Linked DNA regions of Sus scrofa: regions 2 and 3 are each linked to region 1. Evidence: chromatin contacts called from public HiChIP or PLAC-seq and promoter capture Hi-C data. All regions are on one chromosome and are shown on one strand. The core of a region is the stretch at or near the end of the contact, and the rest is flanking DNA. Distances in the headings are between cores, read along the strand shown. Region 1 holds the start of DISP1 (protein dispatched homolog 1). Region 2 has its middle 110 kb from the start of WDR64. Region 3 holds the start of LOC110255736.

The links. Promoter capture Hi-C pulls out the DNA fragments that hold promoters and counts their contacts. HiChIP or PLAC-seq counts read pairs in DNA pulled down with a chosen protein or histone mark.
Region 2: a contact with region 1 is called in an H3K27ac HiChIP or PLAC-seq map of skeletal muscle. The contact joins the enhancer-like site here to the promoter of DISP1 in region 1. A contact is called at or near these places in 1 of 5 promoter capture datasets (fetal liver), 6 of 47 Hi-C or Micro-C datasets (adipose tissue, mesenteric adipose tissue, omental adipose tissue and 2 more) and 2 of 2 datasets of contacts at active chromatin or transcription factors (alveolar macrophages and skeletal muscle).
Region 3: a promoter capture Hi-C map of liver shows a contact between it and region 1, with 4 times the contacts expected there. The contact joins the promoter of LOC110255736 here to the promoter of DISP1 in region 1. A contact is called at or near these places in 2 of 5 promoter capture datasets (fetal liver and liver) and 1 of 47 Hi-C or Micro-C datasets (liver).

What each region holds. Positions count from the first base shown.
Region 1 is chr10:11,524,023-11,527,643 of Sscrofa11.1, forward strand. It overlaps DISP1 (protein dispatched homolog 1), which reads left to right and starts at 2,331. Exons shown (of 8, transcript XM_021064356.1): 1 at 2,331-2,394.
Region 2 is chr10:11,721,418-11,724,942 of Sscrofa11.1, forward strand. No RefSeq gene overlaps it. Among named protein-coding and RNA genes, the nearest start is that of WDR64, 110 kb to the right of the region's middle. Within about 2 kb of position 2,109, at least 8 of the 83 cell types and tissues checked have an H3K27ac peak or open chromatin away from gene starts, as enhancers often do. A contact at or near this core is called in skeletal muscle, where this site is marked.
Region 3 is chr10:11,313,271-11,316,743 of Sscrofa11.1, forward strand. LOC110255736 reads right to left here and starts at 1,460. Exons shown (of 7, transcript XM_021065090.1): 1 at 1,414-1,460; 2 at 316-758. The coding sequence starts at 1,460. HHIPL2 (HHIP-like protein 2) reads right to left here. Exons shown (of 10, transcript XR_002336124.1): 10 at 2,577-3,206. TRNAT-UGU (a tRNA gene) reads left to right here and starts at 106; the gene lies at 106-178.

The DNA of each region.
Region 1 (3,621 bases), core at 1,081-3,580:
CGAAAAGTACTTTAAAAGTTGCTACAGGGAAGAGTTAGCTTGGTTCCATAGCACTCGTCCATTCTGTTCTCAGGTAAAAGACTCACATGACAAATAATACCCACTCCATGAGTTATTACCTTATAGCCACATGGAGGTCAGTCTCTCTGATTCAGTCTCACACAGTTTCCATTTAACTCTTAACAATACCCATCACAGATCTTTGGTCTTGCGTATCCTTTTTTATTATAAAATAATAAGAAAAGTATACAAAGGTGGATAGTTGTTGTACAGTACGTTAATAGTCCACTGTAATATTCACACTTTTGTGGGAGAAAAGTTGCATTGATGAATTTAAGAAATCTTTCCTTTAGGAATATTTAAGGAATCTTGCTTTTGTGCAGTATAGGGTTGCCAGATTTAGCAAACAGAAATGCAGGAAGCTCAGTTAAATTTAAATTCCAGATAAGTAATACGTAATTTCTTATTAAAAGTAGGTTCCATGCAATATTTGGGGACATACTTACACCAAAACAAACAAACAAAAATCTGAAATTCAAGTTTAATGGGGTGTCTTGTATTTTTATCTGGCAACACAATGTTCAGGGTGCTTTCCTGGGCAGTGAGGTCTGTCTCAGGATGAAAACTGAGAGGACTCAGAAATAATCTTCAATGATTCTGTCTACTCAGGGGAGTTACAAACAGCCTATGGATAGTCTTTGATTTTTAAAGTTTTTAAGAGAATGTTAAAAATGAAGTAATTTCTCAGCAATTAATCAGGATATTTTATAGAGATGTCACCTTCCTCTTTAAGACATATATCCATTGTTTTCACAGGGAAAGTTTTGGCTCAATCCTCCCAGCCTGTAGCTAATTTCTTCTTGGGAAAGAAATGTATATCATGGAGACTCAGAGCTGAAAATTCAGCCTATTGCTTTACCTGCCGGTGTGATTTTTCAAGTTAGGAGTAGAACTGTGTGTCTATTTCAATTGCCAAACCAGGGAGGCAAATTTTTATTGAGGAGAAACACACATCCTCACCCACACAAACCCCACATACCTCACACCACACGTATACATTCTCATTCTTTCAAAGACACACCTGCTACATGATTGGGTTATTTCATGTAGCACCACAAATGGACTTCTAACCTTCCCATTGGGAGAAAGCCAAAAGCCATGTCCAGAGGTGACATTGTGCCCTCTAAGTATAGACTTTCTACGTGATGTCCATTCTTCCTTTCCTTTTACTGTCATCCTCCCTCCATGTAGTGCAACATAGTTTGTTGTTGGCAAAAGCAAAAGAAATGAAGGAACAATTTTTGTATCATTTCTTTTTAAAATGGAAAAATGGGGCTGGGTGTGCAAGAGGATATTTATTAGGCAGTATTAGCAAGCAAGGAAATAGAGGCAGCAAACAGCCTCATTAGTCTAGTGGGAATGCAGTCTTCATTCATTCCATGGTTCCCTGTGGCTTCAGCTTGCAACTCGGTTGGGGTGATGTGCCCAACCGGCAACCTGAAGGGTCCAGGCCCTAGTGGTCCTGACTTTATATAGCTGCTGCAGCTAACCACTGTCTTAACATCTCAGCATGGCAGTTGAGAATGCACCCTCACAAGTAAAATGTTCTAGCCATGATCTTTCAAGTTCTTACTTTTCTTTGGTGAATAGGTCAGTCATCCTTTTCAACCTCGTAACTCAGTGTTTCATCAGTTGCCCTAGAGATAGGCATTGATTCCCTGCTGCATGGAGTCTAAAGTTCAAATTCCTTAGCATAATGCACAACAGTCTTCCTGATCCGGCTTTGCCTCCTCTCCTAGCTTCCTCTTGTCTCTGCGATCTCAGACCTTGCTAAATTAACTGTACCCTCCTCCCCCTCTCTGATCAAGCCAAACTCCCACTGTCTGGCATCCTTCTCCTCTGCCTGCACTTCCCCACCTTATCTGACCTTTAATTCTTATTCATCATTTATTCAGTCTCAGCTGAAGAGCCATTATCTCTGGAGTCTCTTCTCAGCCCAGCTCCCTACACCCCACCACTGCCTTCAGCAGGGCCATAGTTCCTGTAATGCTGGATGATTTCATTGCACTTGTTTGCCCCTATATCTGTCCTTAGCCTATGCTTTCCAAGGGACAGGTCGCTGTTTGATTTACTCTCTGCCTGATTCATTGCCTCCCTAGCTCCGTAAGATAGGGGCGTTCTTCTCTTTACAGCCTAGTTGTTTCCTGAATGATATACAGCAGGTGATAAAAATTTGGATTAAGGTATGAAGCAATACCGCCTTGTGCTGTGATTAACCTCTGTTTATATTTATGTCAACTCTCAACTAGATTGCGAGGGCAAGGGTCAGTGTCTGAGTCATCCTGACCCTCTAGGGCTTGGGAGCAGAGCAAACCCCTGGTCAAGCGGCTGCAGGTAGGTTGGCTGATCCGCTGAAAAGGGAAGCAGCAGAAGGACACCTGGAAACCCGCCCCTTCGAAGTCCTTCTGCTCCCGCCCGGTTGCCTGCGAGCCCCCTGGCCCCAACCCTCCCTGCGCTCCAGCGCCGACAGCCCAGCGCCCCACCGGCCGGCGGCGGGAGGGGCGGGACTTCCGGTCCCTCGCCAATGCCTTCCGGTGCGAGGCGGAAGCCGGCTCCCGGTCCGGATCGGAGCCGGAGAGTCTCAGGCACTGGTCTTCGCGGTGGATGCTTTTCGGCGCCGCCGCAGCCCCGCGCCGCGGGACGGGGAGACCGGGTAGGCACGGGAGAGTCGGGACTCCCCGCGCGGGCAGAGGGAGACTCGGGACCCCAAGGTTTGAGGCAGGGGACCAGGATCGGGGGCCGGGGAGCCCAGAGGGCAGCCGCAGGGGGCTGGGGTGGGAGGCACCCGGGACCCTGAGGCCGAAGAGGCCCCGGAGGGGAGGGGGCGGCGGGTGACACCGGGCGGGATGCATCTCGAAGGAAGGCGGTCCCGCTTGGGGAGTGTCCGGGACTTGGCAGGTTGTCTGCGAGGCCGGCTTCTAGGGGAGGCTGGAGGGGAGGGTCCTTCTCCGAGGGTCCTAGAGGAGAAGGACGTCCTGACCTAACGCATCCGAAAGACGACTAGTCACCTCTTGGATGCTGAACTCGTCTTGCTTCATTTGCAATTGATGCTGGCTCTTTAAGGGAGCGTTTTACAAATTATTTATTCATTTTTTACCCGTGCGGATTTCGGGGAAAAATGTTACATGCCCAGGGAAAACTTGAACTCTTTCTCACCCAGGTCCAACTTAGGCTACATTTCTTTGTCAACAAGATCGTGCTTTAAAGTTGTCTTCATACAAGTAAGCCATGCAAAGTTTTCTTTTTGGAATCTTCTCTGCCCTGCAGAGTTTAGGTTGTCTTATTTTCTTTGTCATGGAATGAACTTCTAAATGCGTTTGGAATTACAGTGATAATTACATGGCAAATCAGTGACGTCACGTTTGCAGTTGCAGATCGTTGTTTTTCTGCCTGACTTTCTGATACATTTTTACCAAAAGTTACCCTATTGTGTTTAGTATTTGAGGGCAATTTTAGATTAGGGTGCAACCAGTTACTAGTAATTTTGGATTTACTGTTATTTTTTATTTCTGCTATAAGGAGGACATATATATTTGCCCTTGACAGTTTTTTAAAAAGTAT
Region 2 (3,525 bases), core at 859-3,358, 200 kb after region 1:
GCCGCAAGACAACCATTAGTCTCTGTTCTGCAACTTTTTCTTTCTCTATGAATGGGCTCCTAAAGGCCAAAGCCCTGAGAGTGGGCCACGCCAGATATTTCAGCCTCTAGGCAACATCCCTTCGCACCAGAGGCAGACCCAGCCTGACTAAGCACAGGCAACAGAGGGTCAGATCCAATATGGAGTCAGGCGTGTTCTTTTTTTATTTTTTGTCTTTTTAAGGCTGTACACACAGCAACTGGAAGTTCCCAGGCTAGGAGTCAAATTGGAGCTGCAGCTTCAGGCCTACACCACAGCCACAGCAACACCAGAACCAAGCCTCGTCTGTGACCTACACCAAGCTCACGGCAATGCTGGATCCTTAACCCACTGAGCGAGACCAGGGATGGAACCTGCATCCTCATGGATACGGCTCGGGGTCATGACCATTGGGCCACGACGGGAACTCCAGGTTTGTTCTTCTCATTACTGGGTCAGATGGCTGGATGGCATGGGGTTGGTGGGCTTCTTATCTGGGCCGCCATCAGGTGCAGAGGTGAGGAGGCCTTGGGTGGAGCGTCAGGGCCTGTCTTCTGTGGAAACGGACAGAGGACACAGTATGTTTGTCCTCACAGGGTGCCTGGGGCCCTTGCTCACCACCATCCTGCTTGCTGGTCCCTCCCTCCGGCTCCCTGTCCCTGCTTTCACACACGCTAAAGGCCCTGTGTGTCCACACCCTGGGAAAAAGTCCTGGGAAGTGGGTGCTTGGAGTCGGGTGGGAAACACACGGAGGTGGGGGTGGGGGAGGAGGAGGGATGCTTCCTTATCTGGGGCCGGAGCAGGTGGAGAGAAGGAGATGGAAGACTCCCGGGCCCTGGAATTCCTGAGCTCGGCGTTTCTTTGTGACTGGAAAGGCGGGGTATCCTGACATTGACCAGCGACATGGGCCCGGCTCCACGTCTTTTCCAGACCCACAGTCAGAAGGGCTGGACGCGGGCTTTGTCCCATGGACTGGAGGCCAGGCCACTCCTGGGACAGAGCAGAGGGAGAGGGCCTGGCAGCCCTGGCCCCTCACAGTGACACCTGAAGCCCATCCCTGGCTCTGGGCAGTGAGTGCAAGAGCGCTGCTCGCCTCCTTGGGCCACGTGTGACCTGGGTCCAGGTGGACATCCTCCAGGACACACACAGGCTTGTTCTTCATCATTCAGAAGCAATGGCTTCCCCGTGAGGCAGGAACACGAATGAGGGGCAGTCAGGTCACAGATATGGCGCCGATCGGACCCCGTGTTGCTGTGCCTGTGGGGTAGGCAGGCAGCTGCAGCTCTGATTCAACCCCTAGCCTGGAAATTCATATGCTGTGACCCTAAAAAGAAAAAAGAAAAACAAAGAAAAAAAAAACCCATGGCTCTGATGATTGAGGAACTGAATTTTGAGTTTTAATTTATTTCCTCCTCAGTGGCTCCACGTGGCTGGTGCTGCCGCAGTGGCCCCTCTGGCCCAGGCTTCAGCAGAACCACAGCAGCCTGGTGAGAAGCAGATGCTTGGAGCCTGGGATCCCACAGGTCAGGAGAGTGGGTTGATGAGCCACCCAACTGACTCAGGGGCCACAGCCGTCTGCCCCTCCCGCCCTCCCCCCTGCACCCCACCCCCGGCCTCGCTGAGCTGGTTAAGGATCCAGTATTGCCATGAGCTATGGCGTAGGTCGCCAACCCAATCATGCAATGCTGTAGCTTGTGGCTATGGCGTAGGCCGGCAGCTGCAGCTCCTATTCGACCCCTAGCCTGGGAAGGTGCAACCATAAAAGGCAAGGAAAAAATAATAATTAAAAAACCTCTACTGAGCTTATCTGCCTGTCAGGCACACAGCTAGGCCCTGGCAGGCTGGATGGACCTGGTCTCTCTTTAAGGGCAGCAGGAAGCCACCCTGCCCTGCCCTGTGGCTCCCTTACCCCCGCCCCATTCAAACAGTGAGTTCCACCATAGGCCGTGGCCATGGGCCCCCGGCCCTCACAGCACCAGCCCCTGACCTGAGACTAGCAGGTGTTTCCCAAGCACTTCCCACAGCTTCGCTGTCCCCAGCAATTCCTGGGCCGTCACCTGACCTGGCCAGGGTCTGTCTCAGAGCTCAGAGTCTCCCCAGGTCCCGCTTCCCAGGGAGGCAGCTGCCCCTGTCCATCCCCAGCCGCCTGGTTGGCCTCCCAGAGGCTCTGTGAAACTCACAAGGGTGGGAAGACAGATCGGGGGGTCCCTGGGAGCAGGAGGAGGCGGTGGAGAGGGAAACGGGCAGCAGCAGGGGGCCAACCCAGAGCCTCAGTGGCAGCCGGGCTATAGAGACCAGGCCAGAGCCTAGGCCAGCCTGGGGCGACCCTCCTCTCCCTCTGCAGGGGCTGGGCCACAGCCAGCAGCATCTCACCACTGCATCCTTGGGGGTGGGGTGTTGGGAGGGGAGGTAGGGGGGGCTTTTTGCCATGACAGGCTGGGACTGGGCCTTGATATGAGAAACAGCTGGGGCCCCAGGCATTCGCACTTGTTCAGATTTCACACTGTTGTGCCTGAGGATTTGCAGGAAGGAGAGGCAGATCAGATGCTGCCGTCATTAGAGGCTTATCTCCCGGCCTCGGTCCGGCCCTTTCCTCCTTCCGGCTCCTCTCCTCACCCCCAGAGACATAGGCGCTGGGCCCACCCTTCCTTTGGGAGCGCCAGGCAGCCGCAGCTGCTGTGAGTTTCAGCCTGCAGGACGTGCCTCTCTGAGTTTAAGCCTGAAGCTCCAGGCCCCATGTAGTCAATGGTTCAGGCAGCCAGGTGGGCTCTGGGTAGTCCCTGGAGTAAATGTTGGGTGCCACCAACCAACCAGAGGCATCTGGGTCCACTTGGGGTGGGAGCATCTGAAACACTCTGGGTTTGGGCCCTTTGAAATGCATTGTCGGAGTTCCTGCTGTGGCGCAGTGTGTTAAGAACCCCACTGCAGCAGCTCGGGTCACGGAAGGCATGGGCACAGGGGCTTAAGGGATCCAGCATTGCTGTAGCTGCCATGTAGGTCACAGCTATGGCTTGGATTCAGCCCCTGACCCAGGAACTTCCACATGCCGCGGGTGCAGCCATAAAATGAAAAAAGTAAAAGATTCAAACATTGAAATGCATTCTGTTCCTTGAATTACTTCATATATTCAGACGGGCGTGACTGAACCCTACCTTGTGGGGGGCGCAGTGCTGAGCCAGGCTGTGACCTCGCCCCCAGTCTCATGAGAAGGTCATCAGAGTGTGAGAGGCCCCAGCTGGGCTGTGCACAGGGCCGGCCCCCACAGCTCCAAGTTTAACCTAGTGCCTTGTTCTCCAAAGGCATCCGTGGACCAGCAGGAGCCGCAACATTTTGGTACCTGTTTGGTGCCATGAGCTGTGGTGTAGGTCGCAGATGTGGCTCGGATCTGGCGTTGCTATGGCTGTGATGTAGGCCAATGGCTGCAGCTCTGATTGGACCTCTAGCCTGGAAACTTCCATATGCCGTGGGTGTGGCCCTAAAAAGGAAAAAGATCCCAGGGTGATTCTA
Region 3 (3,473 bases), core at 210-2,709, 210 kb before region 1:
TACAATTGTCCGAGATAGTGGACGCCGAGGGTCAGTTAATTGAGACTGCCGGAAAGCAATGTTACTTCCAATGTCCTTGAATTACAGCGCGCCAGGTAGTGAGCAGGCTCCATAGCTCAGTGGTTAGAGCACTGGTCTTGTAAACCAGGGGTCGCGAGTTCGATCCTCGCTGGGGCCTCATCTGCATTTCCGCTTTTTTTAAAAAACCATCCCGCGTAAATACGCACCAGGGATTCCAAAATGAAACAGTGATTTCTAAAAAACGGTACTTCTGGCAGGACTTAGTCCTGAAATATAAATCACGAACATGCTTACCGTGCCTCAGAGCGACCCGGAAGAGAAAATCCTGGAACGCCGCGAAGCAGGAAAAAAAGAAAAATGGTCCACGGTGGCCGGCGCTACCCGAATCTGCGGCCAGAGCGCCGGAAGAGAGGGCGCAAGGCGCCGGGGGCTCGTTTTCAAAGCCCTGCAAACCCAGACCCCGCGCCGAGTTACGAAAGGCAGAGGGCGGCGACGCGGGGACCTCGACGGCGCGCGGCGCGCGGCGCGGGTGCGCGGGGCGGGCGGGACGTGGCTGCGCCTGCAGTGACGCCGCGCGGCCGCCTGGTGGCGCTGGAGCCCGGCTCTCGCTGGCCCGACCCGCGGCGAGGGCGCCTCCAGACCCTGTTGCCGGGCCCAGAGATTGGCCCGCGTGGCCTGGACGAGGACACGTGGCAGCTTGGCGTTCAGAGCCCAGCTTGGCGCCACCATCCTGCCCCCTACGAGAGAAAGAGGGAGCGATTCCCCGAAATAAACGGGCCCGGGCTGCGCGGGAAGCCAAGGTTTGCAGTTTTTACCCTGAATTCCCGAATGCTGGGTGACTATAGTCACCAGTGCCCTTTCTTTTCTGTTTCTTTTTTTAAGGGCCACGAGTGGCATATGGGAGTTCCCAGGTGAGGGGTCGAATCAGAGCTACAGCTGCTGACCCACGACACAGCAATGTAAGATCCGCGCTGCATCTGCTACCTACACCACAGCTGGTGGTAACCACGGATCCTTAACCTACCGAGAGAGGCCAGGGATCAAACCCGCATCCTCATGGCTACTAGTTGGGTTTGTTTCCGCTGAGCCACAACGGGAATTCCCCAGAGCATTTTCTGAATACAGAAATTGTCCGCACCCAGGATGTTTTGATAAAGGACTGTCTATAAACTAGCCCCCTGCCACATGAAACCATTGAGTGCCTGAAATGTGGCTATTCCAGATTGAGATTTGCTGAAATAAAATACACATTGGGTTTAGAAAATTCAGTACCAAAAAAAAAAAAAAAAGAATGTCAACTATCCCATTAGTAATTTTTAATCAATTACATATTGAAACAATAATACCATAATATACAGGATTAAATAAATTGTGTAATTGCATTAATTTTACCTTTTTTTGGCTACTAGAAAAATTTTAATTAAATGGGCGGCTCCCATTTGCAGCTCTCATATGGGGCAAGTTCAAGGATCCCGAGTCTCATGACCTTGAGTTCAAGTTAATGCTTAACAGTGCTTACAGCAGGTAAGCCTTTCATCTCTTTGGGTCTCCCAGAGCCTGTACTGTGCCTGGCAAGCTGTAAGCATGGCACTTGTTGAGACGAAATCAAGTATCTCCCCCAGCATAACCCAAACTCCACAAAAAACAAGAGAATGTATTTCTTAATCTGGGTTCTTTTGAGGATGATGTGACTGGGACAATTTCTTGGCTTGCAAGATTTTAGCTCTGGATCCTAAAACCCTGGCATTTTTGGTTTTGTTCCATTAAGTCAAATTGCCTATATTCTTCCGGGTACTCTGCAGAATCTGGAGAACTTGTTGAAGCTCTTAGCTCTGTCATTCCTCAAGTACCAGGTTAAAAGCCACCACCCTCCCTGGGGGCCCCCAGAGAGGCTGACAGGGGCGTTGGTTCAAGTCCAGCTGAACAATTCCCCGCTCCCTTGCTGCCGTGGTCCAGGGCAAGTGGCCTAACCTCGCCAGGCCTCACTTCCCTGATCTGCAGCAGAAGTGATGGGGCAACACGCAAGCAGCAAGGTTTTGAGGTTTTGGAGAGTGGATATAAACTTAGCACATAATAGGTATGCAACCTGTAGTCATGTTTGCTATGCTCTCTGCCCCGCAGAACAGTAGGCGCCAGAGGACCTGCCTTTATTCATACCCTCGCTTCAGTGAGGGCGAAGGAGACATCCATTTTAGAGGAGCTCTCCCCCAAAGGCATCACTACAAGCCCCCTCTTAGACCTGAGATGAGGCTTGGGAGTGACACATGGCTCTTAGGCAAACTGGGTGAAGCACGGCAGATTTTTTTTTTTTTTTTCTTTTCTGTCTTTTTCGGCCACCTGGGCATAGGGAGTTCCCGGGCCAGGGATCAAATCCCAGTCGCAGCTGCGACCTAGGCCCCGCTGGGGCAACTGGATCCTTTAACCTGCTGTGCCTGGCCAGGCTCAGAACCTGCGTGCTGGCCCGCAGAGACGCTGCCGAGCCCCTGCCCCACGCGGGAACTCCACGTCCCATTTCTTACCACCAGGCAAGCATCCAGGAGATCAAACACTCCGGGTCCATTTGAGCAAGTGTTGATTTATTGCCTTAGGTCACGGGCACTTACAAACAGGGACACACAGTGGACTTCCAAGCGGGTTTACAGACTGGCAAACAGGCAGCCAGGTAGCCTGGCAACATGGGCTTTGGTCTCGCTGCAGAAGCGGACATGGGGCATCCGGTCAGGTCAGAGGACAAGGTTCTTGAGGAGAAGACCACTGCGCAGCCCAAGGTCAAGCTCTCACCACTGGTCCTCGCCTGCACCCCAGCTTCCCAGGTGTCTAAGGTCATGTGCAGCAGCAGCAGCAGCAGCAGCAGCAGTTCCCCAGGGGCAAACTGGAAGCTCATCCCCTGACCCACCACCTTGACGGAAGCATCAGAGGGAGGCTCCTGCCAGCTCGCTGCCGCTGTGCCCCTCTGCCTGGGGGGGTCTTGGGGCTCTGCTTCCTCCTCCCCTGGGGGCCTGGGGACCACACTCGCTTCTTTGCCCCAGGCCGAGGAAACGGCTTCCTGCTGCTTGTGGGGGAAGCTGGCTTCTTGGAGGGGCCTTTCCGAGAGGAGGCCCGGTCTGGCCTGGAAGTTACAGTTGCGTTGGATGATTTTCTAGCAGCTTCTTCAGCTTGCTCCTTTAGCAAGTCCAAGACCGTCTCTGGGAAACAAATATTTATTTAGTAGAAATAGAAGCCCTGGAAAGCAGCTCTAAGGGAAGTGCCACCCAGGAAACCTGTGCTCGCTTGAGGGTTCTTGAATGTAAGTTCTTTTTTTTTTTTTTTTTTTTTGTCTTTTTGCTATTTCTTGGGCCGCTCCCGAGGCATATGGAGGTTCCCAGGCTAGGGGTCTAATTGGAGCTGCAGCCACTGGCCTACACCAGAGCCACAGCAACGCGGGATCCAAGCTGCATCTGCAACCTACACCA